Regions from separate parts of the Mus musculus genome. Here region 2 is linked to region 1. A link is a contact called in public promoter capture Hi-C data. All regions are on one chromosome and are shown on one strand. The core of a region is the stretch at or near the end of the contact, and the rest is flanking DNA. Distances in the headings are between cores, read along the strand shown. Region 1 holds the start of Sult1a1 (sulfotransferase family 1A, phenol-preferring, member 1). Region 2 holds the start of Tmem219 (transmembrane protein 219).

Region 1 (3,757 bases), core at 660-3,159:
TTCTTTTTGGGATGGCAGAAGAGAAAACAGGACTGGCATTTGAGTTGTTGAGATCTCATCGTATGGGCATCATTGTCCTAAGATTGTACCTTCCCTGATACCAAAGTCCTGGCTATTTGTTGAACTGTTTTATCTGACTCCTTTGTTGTCAGCACATCCACGTGGTAAGTCAGAGTCCCAGCAGGCTCTGTGTGTGTCCTGTGAACACCTAGACTCTGCATCTCTAAAGAGTTCCATTTTCCTTGTTATCGGAGCCCTTCCAGAGTGACAGCCAGTAACCCTCCATATGAGATGAAATAGGGCTTGAATAGTTCCACAATTCCCAGAAGAACAAACCAAAGCTATGATGACCCCCAAAAGGCCCCTTGCATCCTCTCACCCCCCCCTTCCATTCCTTCTTTCTTTTTCTCTGTCTTTTTGAGTGAGACATGGTCTTGGACTTGCTGTGTAGCCAGTTGCCCCCAGTCCTTCTGCCTCTACTTCCCACATGCTGAAAAGCACTACCATAACTGGGGTTTTCTGTTAGTTGGTTGGTTTTACCTTGATCTTTTGATCCAGCAGACTCTGAGGGAGTAAGGACAAGGGCAGATGTGTCTTAATGATCCGTGGGGCTGGTGTCTCTTTCAGAGTTTCAAGACCTAAGTTGAACAAGGAACTTTGTTAAACTGGGGCCCGGTCCTACCTTTTTCCACTTGTCTCTAGCACCCCCATGCACATACCTGGGGGGACCCCTGGGCAGCTGAACTCAAGGAAGGGTATCCGGGCATAGACGGGGGCCCGGCCACACTTATCTAGCTTGCCACCCTGATAGATCATATCCATGATCTCACTCATCCAGGTAGTACCTGGAAAGGGAGGAGCAAGAGGTGAGCGAGGCTCAGAGTCTTGACCTGCTTACCAAAGTGTGTGTGTGGTGGGGACCACTGCTCGCTCACCAGACTTTGGGTACGTGCTGATGAGCACATCATCAGGCCAGGCTGTGAAGTTCTGCAGTTGCTCCATTGTCTCCGCAAAGTATTTGATGAGTGGGATTCCCTTCACAGGCACCAGTGGTTTACGCAAGGGCTCCATGTTGCTGCATTGAGAACAGAGTAAAACCCACTTCTCTAGCAAGTCCACAGTACCATGTGTTAAATGATTTAAGACGGGGATCCTGGGGCTTTGGCAGAGCCCCCCAAAGTGGCAGGTAGATCTGGGATCAAAGGCAAATCTATCTCCACCAAAAGTCACCACTGTGCTATGTCTGATCACCTGTGGAACATTGTTCCATGTCCCTAGTGCCCAAGCATACATAGTCCAGGCATTAAAACACTCTGAGGTAGAATCAGTCCAATGTGTGCTGTTTCCTAGGATATTCCAGCTCATACATGAGAAAACGGCAGGCACCAGCCGAGTCTTCACTACTTCCTAGTGCAGCTTCAGGCCATGGCCTCTCTCTATTTTTTTCCCCTTGAACTTCCTGTTATCTTCAGAAATGCCTCAGCCCATCTAGAACTGATATCCTATTTTGCTCTGAGACAAATATAACCAATTTAGCTATTAAGCTTGTTGCAAGGTAGGGAGAAACTTTCTACTAAAATAAAAAGGATTCTAAAACAAGCCAGAGCGGAGGGGAACTCAGACAAACCACAGTTGCTCTTCTGAGGTGGGGTATGCATGGAGAAAGTAGAGAGGCTAGAGGCCCAGGCAGCAGTCAGGCAGACTAATCAAAGTGTAAGGACTAGCTGGCACTTGAAGAGCAGTGGAACCAGTATCTGGGCAGGACAAGGTGGCCACCCCACTCTGCCACTCACCTGGGGTTCTGAGCCATGCCTCCCTCGGTGCTCAGTGGTAGGGATCTTTGTGTAGGCTTTGCAATGTGGGGAATGCAGAATTGGTCTTTGAGCTGGAGATTTTGTGTCCCAAGTGGGAGGAAGTGGAAACAGTGCTAGGACTGGCTGTTCTCCAGAAACAAAAAGGGGAGGAGGTGGAGTAGGGCAGGGTTCTGTTAACCATACTGTGGACTGTGGGTTTAGCCTGTTCAAAACAAAACAAAACACCAATCAGGCCACAGCATGGACAGTGGGTTTCTTTTGCTCTGCTTCTGACTCCTTCCTAACTTACCTAAACTTAAGGTAGAACAATGGGACTTTTCTAATTAACCCACTCTGGCATAGGGAAGAAAGTAGCCAGATGGGGACACCTGCTGGCTCCAAGCCAGTCTTGAGGACACCTTGGGCTTCGATCAGAGCAACCACAGCGATGCCTGGAACCTCTGACGTCAGGGAAAGTCCAGAATGATGGGAAGGAGCAAGGTCAAGGAACTAGAGGTGCAACAGAGTTGGAGGGGTGTTCATGGGAGTGTGAGTCTAAAGGCCCTGGAAGGTGCCCCTGCCTTCATGGCTCTAGTCTACCTCATCCAATACCACACGTGACTGGTGGAGATCAGTCCCTAGAAAGATTTTCACCCTCTGCAAAGACAAGAGGCTGCAGCTGGGAGAGACACACCTCCAGGAGTGAGGAGTGCCCCCTTGACCTCTGTCTGCTGTTGGAGTGAAGATGCAATATCAAGCTGCACTGGGGCTGCAGAGGCTCCTGTACCACAGCTGTGCACCTCCTGACCCTTACAGAGTTGTCATCTCAGAGGAGAGCTGTGCAAAGCTGGGCATCAGGACAAGACTTCCCATTTCTCTAGAGGAAATTGTGTTTGTTTGAGACTATGTAGACTGATGACAGGACCACTCCGAGGTGTGACTGAGGGGAGGATTTTATTGTAGATGCTAGGGAGAGTTCAGCCATAGTGATCTGGAAGAGTCCAGAGAGAAAGAAGTGGACTGAATATGACCAGAAAACTGGACTTGGCCATGAGAAGTGGGTTTGGGCATGGGATAGCAAGAGATGAAGACAAAGACGAGGACTTGGAGAGTGGGGTTGGGGGATGCGTAGCTGAGATAGCTGGGTTATAGGACAGTGAGAAGCTGGTAGAAAGGGAGCCTCTGGGCCAGGGGAGCGAGAGGAGCCAAGATGCCAGCATGCCTTTTAGTGTGCTAATAGGTACCACAGATCTGTTCCTTCTGCCAGAATAAGGGAATGGCTCCTTTAGTAGAGGAGAACTGCTTCGAGAGATCCTAAAGAATGCTGGCTTTGGAACTGACAGAGACAAGGTCTCATACTGGATCCTAGGCTGACTAGGAATTCACCATGTAATCCAGGGTAGACTTGATCTTGTGGCAATTCTGCTCCAGCATGTCAAGGGCTAAGATTGCAGGTATGAATGTATATATTCATATATTATGTCATCTTTTTTCTTGTGGGTGGGCGTTCGGATCCAGTGCCAGGCCTTAGAGCCATGGGATCTACTAGCATGCACCTATGAAGAGAACTGGTACCAGTGGAGAGGGGATCCTCTCAGAACTTGGTACCTATACAGAGGGCCACCAGCAGAGCCGCATCGCTGGAGGGACAGTGTTGAGTTGCAGCTCAGAACTGTATCTTTCCCAACATTTTGCTCGCAGGTTACAGACTGGAAAGCTTTGCTGGTACACCTGCTGCCACTGAAGCAGGGAGAAAGAAGAATAAAGACCAAAGGGTCCAGCTTTGGACCAGCAGGATAGCTCAGATGGTAAAGGCACTTGCTGCCAAGCTTCATGGTCTGAGTTCAATCCACAGGACTCTTACAATGAAAGGAGAGAACTGACTGCTACATGACACATAAATATGTGTACACACTTGCACATAAACAATATATGTGTGTATGACTTTTATTTTTTTTTAATTT
Region 2 (3,757 bases), core at 870-3,369, 220 kb after region 1:
GCAGCGGCTAAGAGCACTGACTGCTCTTCCAAAAGTTCAAATCCCATCAATCACATGATGGCTCACAACCATCTGTAATGAGATCTGATGCCTTCTTCTGGGGTGTCTGAAGATGGCTACAGTGTACTTACATATAATAAATAAATCTAAAAAAATAGACCAAAAGTAACTTAGTTGTATACTTTAAATGAGTGATATACATTTTGGAGGTGGTTTCAGATCTTGACATGTAGTCCGGGATGACCTGGAACTCACTCTATAACCCAGGAAGGCTGGCATGCTTGCACTCTCTCTTCGTATCTATCTAACTTTCTATGCCTAATGGGGCAGGGCCTTGCTTTTAAACCTGAGGCCTCTTGGTATATTTTAGGACAGAGTTGAAGAAACTTGGAACCAGAACAGCAAAGCCAAAACACAGAACCTATATTGCGGACAGCATTCATTGTAAGTATCTCATCCTATCTAACCTGTGTCATAGCAAAAGTCACTAAGGTGTACGGATGTGTCCAAGTTAGCAGTCTGGTGAAGTCAGAAGTCAAGCCCAACCCTAAATGTCGTGACATTGGACCGCCATTTTCCCCAGGTCTCACCTGTCAATCCTATCTGACTACCATGGATCTTGGCTTGGAATGTTTGGGTTTTGTTTCTGTCTGGACCATCTCCGAAGTTCAAAGTGGTCAGTAAGCCGACGACGTGAGGCCCTTGCCACGTCCCTGTGACTGTCTCATTCATGGGGCACAGACTTAGCTGGCCAAAAGATCTCAAGAAGGAAACCCAATCCTGCGTGCAAAAAGGAGAGTGACAGAGAGGTGAGAAGAGCAGCAGGGGCGGGTATATACCACAAGGGTGAGCACCCCGGGTACTTACCTGGGGAATGTCAGGGCTACGGAGGCCAGTTGTGTGGGTGAGGAGGAAGCCACCAAGGCCCAGGCCAGAAAGGCCAAGGAGCAGCAGGATCAAAGTGGCACAGACCAAAGGTGGGTGATGAGCCAGACAGAGATGCAAGTTGTGCCCTGCCTGGCAGCTGCCCATGGGGAGCAGAGGGGTCTGGGCCTCCGTGGGGTGCCTGCTGGAGGACAGTAAGGGAGAACTAGACAAGAGCCTGCTGGTCAGAAGGCACTCACCCATGCTATACAAAGATAACCTAAGGTTAGAAGACAATGAATTTGCTCAAGGCCACGCAGAAAGTGACAGAGCCAGGACCAAAATCCAAGATTCTGAACTCCAAAAGTTCACCTCCTTACAGCACTTAAAAAAAAAAAAAGCTTTCTTTCGTTTCTGAAATATCCAAAGGAGAAGCAGGGAAGAGCATTCTGTACTAGCAAAAGAGATGTGAAACGAATTCTCAGCTGGAGAAAGAGGAAGCAGTTGATCTGGGGTGAGGCTTTGGCAGCCAAGTCACAATCCAGACCGGAAGTGTCTGGGTTCAGTTTCCAGTTTGGAGTTAAGCTAACTAGCCAGGTAGGAATGGACGGCGCTCACACATGCAACCAAGCCAGTTGGTTGTCTGTGAGGTTAGGATGTCCTGAAAGGGAGTTCTAAGAGCACCAAGTAATGAGGATTCGACTGGGCAGCTGTTTGCTCAGTACTTGGCCATGCAGGAATTCAACAGACGTCCATCTCCTTTCTTTCTATTGGTGTCATACTGATCCTTAAGGCCAGAAGCCAGTAGAATACTGAAGCTCAGGGACTCAGAAGTGGTAGGGCTACGGTCTAAAATCCATCTCCAATTTCCGAGTACCCTATTCCAGGCAAGAAGCGATAGACTGATGAAAATAAGCATCTGGAAGGCAGGAGATCATTATAAGGTGTGAGGGGGACAGCGTGGGAAAGTGTGGAAGCCACTGGGAAACACAGGTGTCACATATGCTCGGCCCCGGCGTGGCTCCACGTCCCGGCATTTCTGCAAGGGGGAGGGGAGGAGGAGGGAGGGCAGAGCCTGAGGGGCAGTAGCGGCTGGTGCATCTGGACCTCCCGTCCTCCCCAAAGCCCCTCCAGAAGGATCTCGACACCCGCATCCCTTCCCGATCAAGCGGCGTCAGATCCGTTCGCCACTAGCTCTCACCGCTTGCAGCCCAGCAGAGGCCGGCGCCCCGTGACGTCATGGGTGGCTTGGCGGAGAGGCGGGGCCTTGCTCGCGCGTGCACGCTCCGGCCCCGCCCCAGTCCATTCAGACGCGCATGCGCGGTGACCACGGTTGGAAAGGTTGCTGGCTACTCCCTGGCCTAGTTCCGGCCGAACCAAAAGAAAAGTCACCCAATGGGCCAAGTGGAGGGAGTAACTTGGGAGTAGGTGATAAAACTAGCAACAGCCGAGGGAGGCCGTGCTAGCCGTTTTGGACATCTCAGGGTCTCCCTCCTGAGAGAGCACAGGAGGGTCAGAACCTCACCCAGGCTTCTGGGAAGGACTTGGGGGTCCTCTGGGATGGATGGGACTTTACTCTTCCCCTCTGTGTGTAGTGTATAGGTTTTGCTCTTCTCTGCCCTCTCAAATACTTACGGTCTACACACCTTGCCCTTGGACTTTGGCTCTTTTCTTGAGAGGTCCCTAAGTGCCCAGGACCCTAGAGTTGCAAGGCTGTTCAAAGGGGAACATCTCGTCTCACTCTGTTAGCCTTTTAGAGGGAATATCATCTTACCTGAAACAACATAAGGCACGGAGCCAGGAACTCGGGCTCATCCTCACTCTGGTGATGCAGTCCTGTAACCCCAGCAGTTAGGAGGTGGAGGCCTGAGCATCAGGAGTTCGAAGCCAGCCTGGGATCCCTCCAAAACCAAACAACAACAAAATGAATAAATCTAATTCTGCAAAAGCCATAATAACCCTGTTGTCCTGGGGATAAAACTGTCCCCTTTACAGAAGAACATTTGTTTTGGTTTAGGGTAGGGCAGGGTCTTACTGTGCAGATGACATGGAACTCACTTATGTAGACCAAAGTGTCTTTGAACACAGAGATCCACCAGCCTCTGCCTCCTGTGTGCTGGGATTAATAGTGTGGAACATGGTTCTCTAAAGAAAAACATTTGTACCTCCGGTTTTAGTTCATAACAGTTCTCAAAAAATGTAAATAAAGCAAAAAAAAAAAAGCAAAATGAGGTATCATTCATATCTGTTAGTGTAGCTACCAACAAGAGATCAGAAACTAGCGAGTGTTGGTAAATATGTGGACAAATTGAAACTTCAGCTGAACATTGTTGGTAGGAACATACACTGGTACCGTTATGGGGAAGAATTTGACTTTTCCAAAAAAGGAAAATCAACAGAAATAGTATTGCCATGTGGTTATAATTCTACTTCTGGATATAAAATTGCTGCCCAAATTTGAAACAATGTCTCTGTGAGACTTTGTATACCCATTGTACTGGCTGGTTTTGTGTCAACTTGACACAGACTGGAGTTATCACAGAGAAAGGAGCTTCAGTCTCCATGAGATCCAACTGTAAGGCATTTTCTCAATTAGTGATCAAGGGCGAAAGGCCCCTTGATCAAGGGTGCTATCCCTGGGCTGGTAGTCTTGAATTCTATAAGAAAGCAGGCTGAGCAAGCCAGGGGAAGCAAGCCAGTAAAGAACATCCCTCCGTGGCCTCTGCATCAGCTCCTGCTTCTTGACCTGCTTGAGTTCCAGTCCTAACTTCCTTTGGTGATGAACAGCAATGTGGAAGTGTAAGCAGAATAAACCCTTTCCTCCCCAAGTGCTTCTTGGTCATGATGTTTGTGCAGGAACAGAACCCTGACTATGACACCCGTATTCCTAGGA

What was found. Capture Hi-C pulls out chosen DNA fragments and counts their contacts.
Region 2: a promoter capture Hi-C map of adipose tissue shows a contact between it and region 1. The contact joins the promoter of Tmem219 here to the promoter of Sult1a1 in region 1. A contact is called at or near these places in 3 of 115 datasets of contacts at active chromatin or transcription factors (bone marrow-derived macrophages, microglia and pancreatic cancer cells) and 3 of 9 other capture datasets (adipose tissue, liver and pancreatic islet).

What each region holds. Positions count from the first base shown.
Region 1 is chr7:126,674,509-126,678,265 of GRCm38.p6, forward strand. Sult1a1 (sulfotransferase family 1A, phenol-preferring, member 1) reads right to left here and starts at 1,910. Exons shown (of 8, transcript NM_133670.2): 1 at 1,794-1,910; 2 at 936-1,075; 3 at 720-845; 4 at 541-638. The coding sequence starts at 1,810.
Region 2 is chr7:126,896,159-126,899,915 of GRCm38.p6, forward strand. Tmem219 (transmembrane protein 219) reads right to left here and starts at 2,120. Exons shown (of 6, transcript NM_026827.1): 1 at 2,066-2,120; 2 at 868-1,069; 3 at 591-780. The coding sequence starts at 1,032.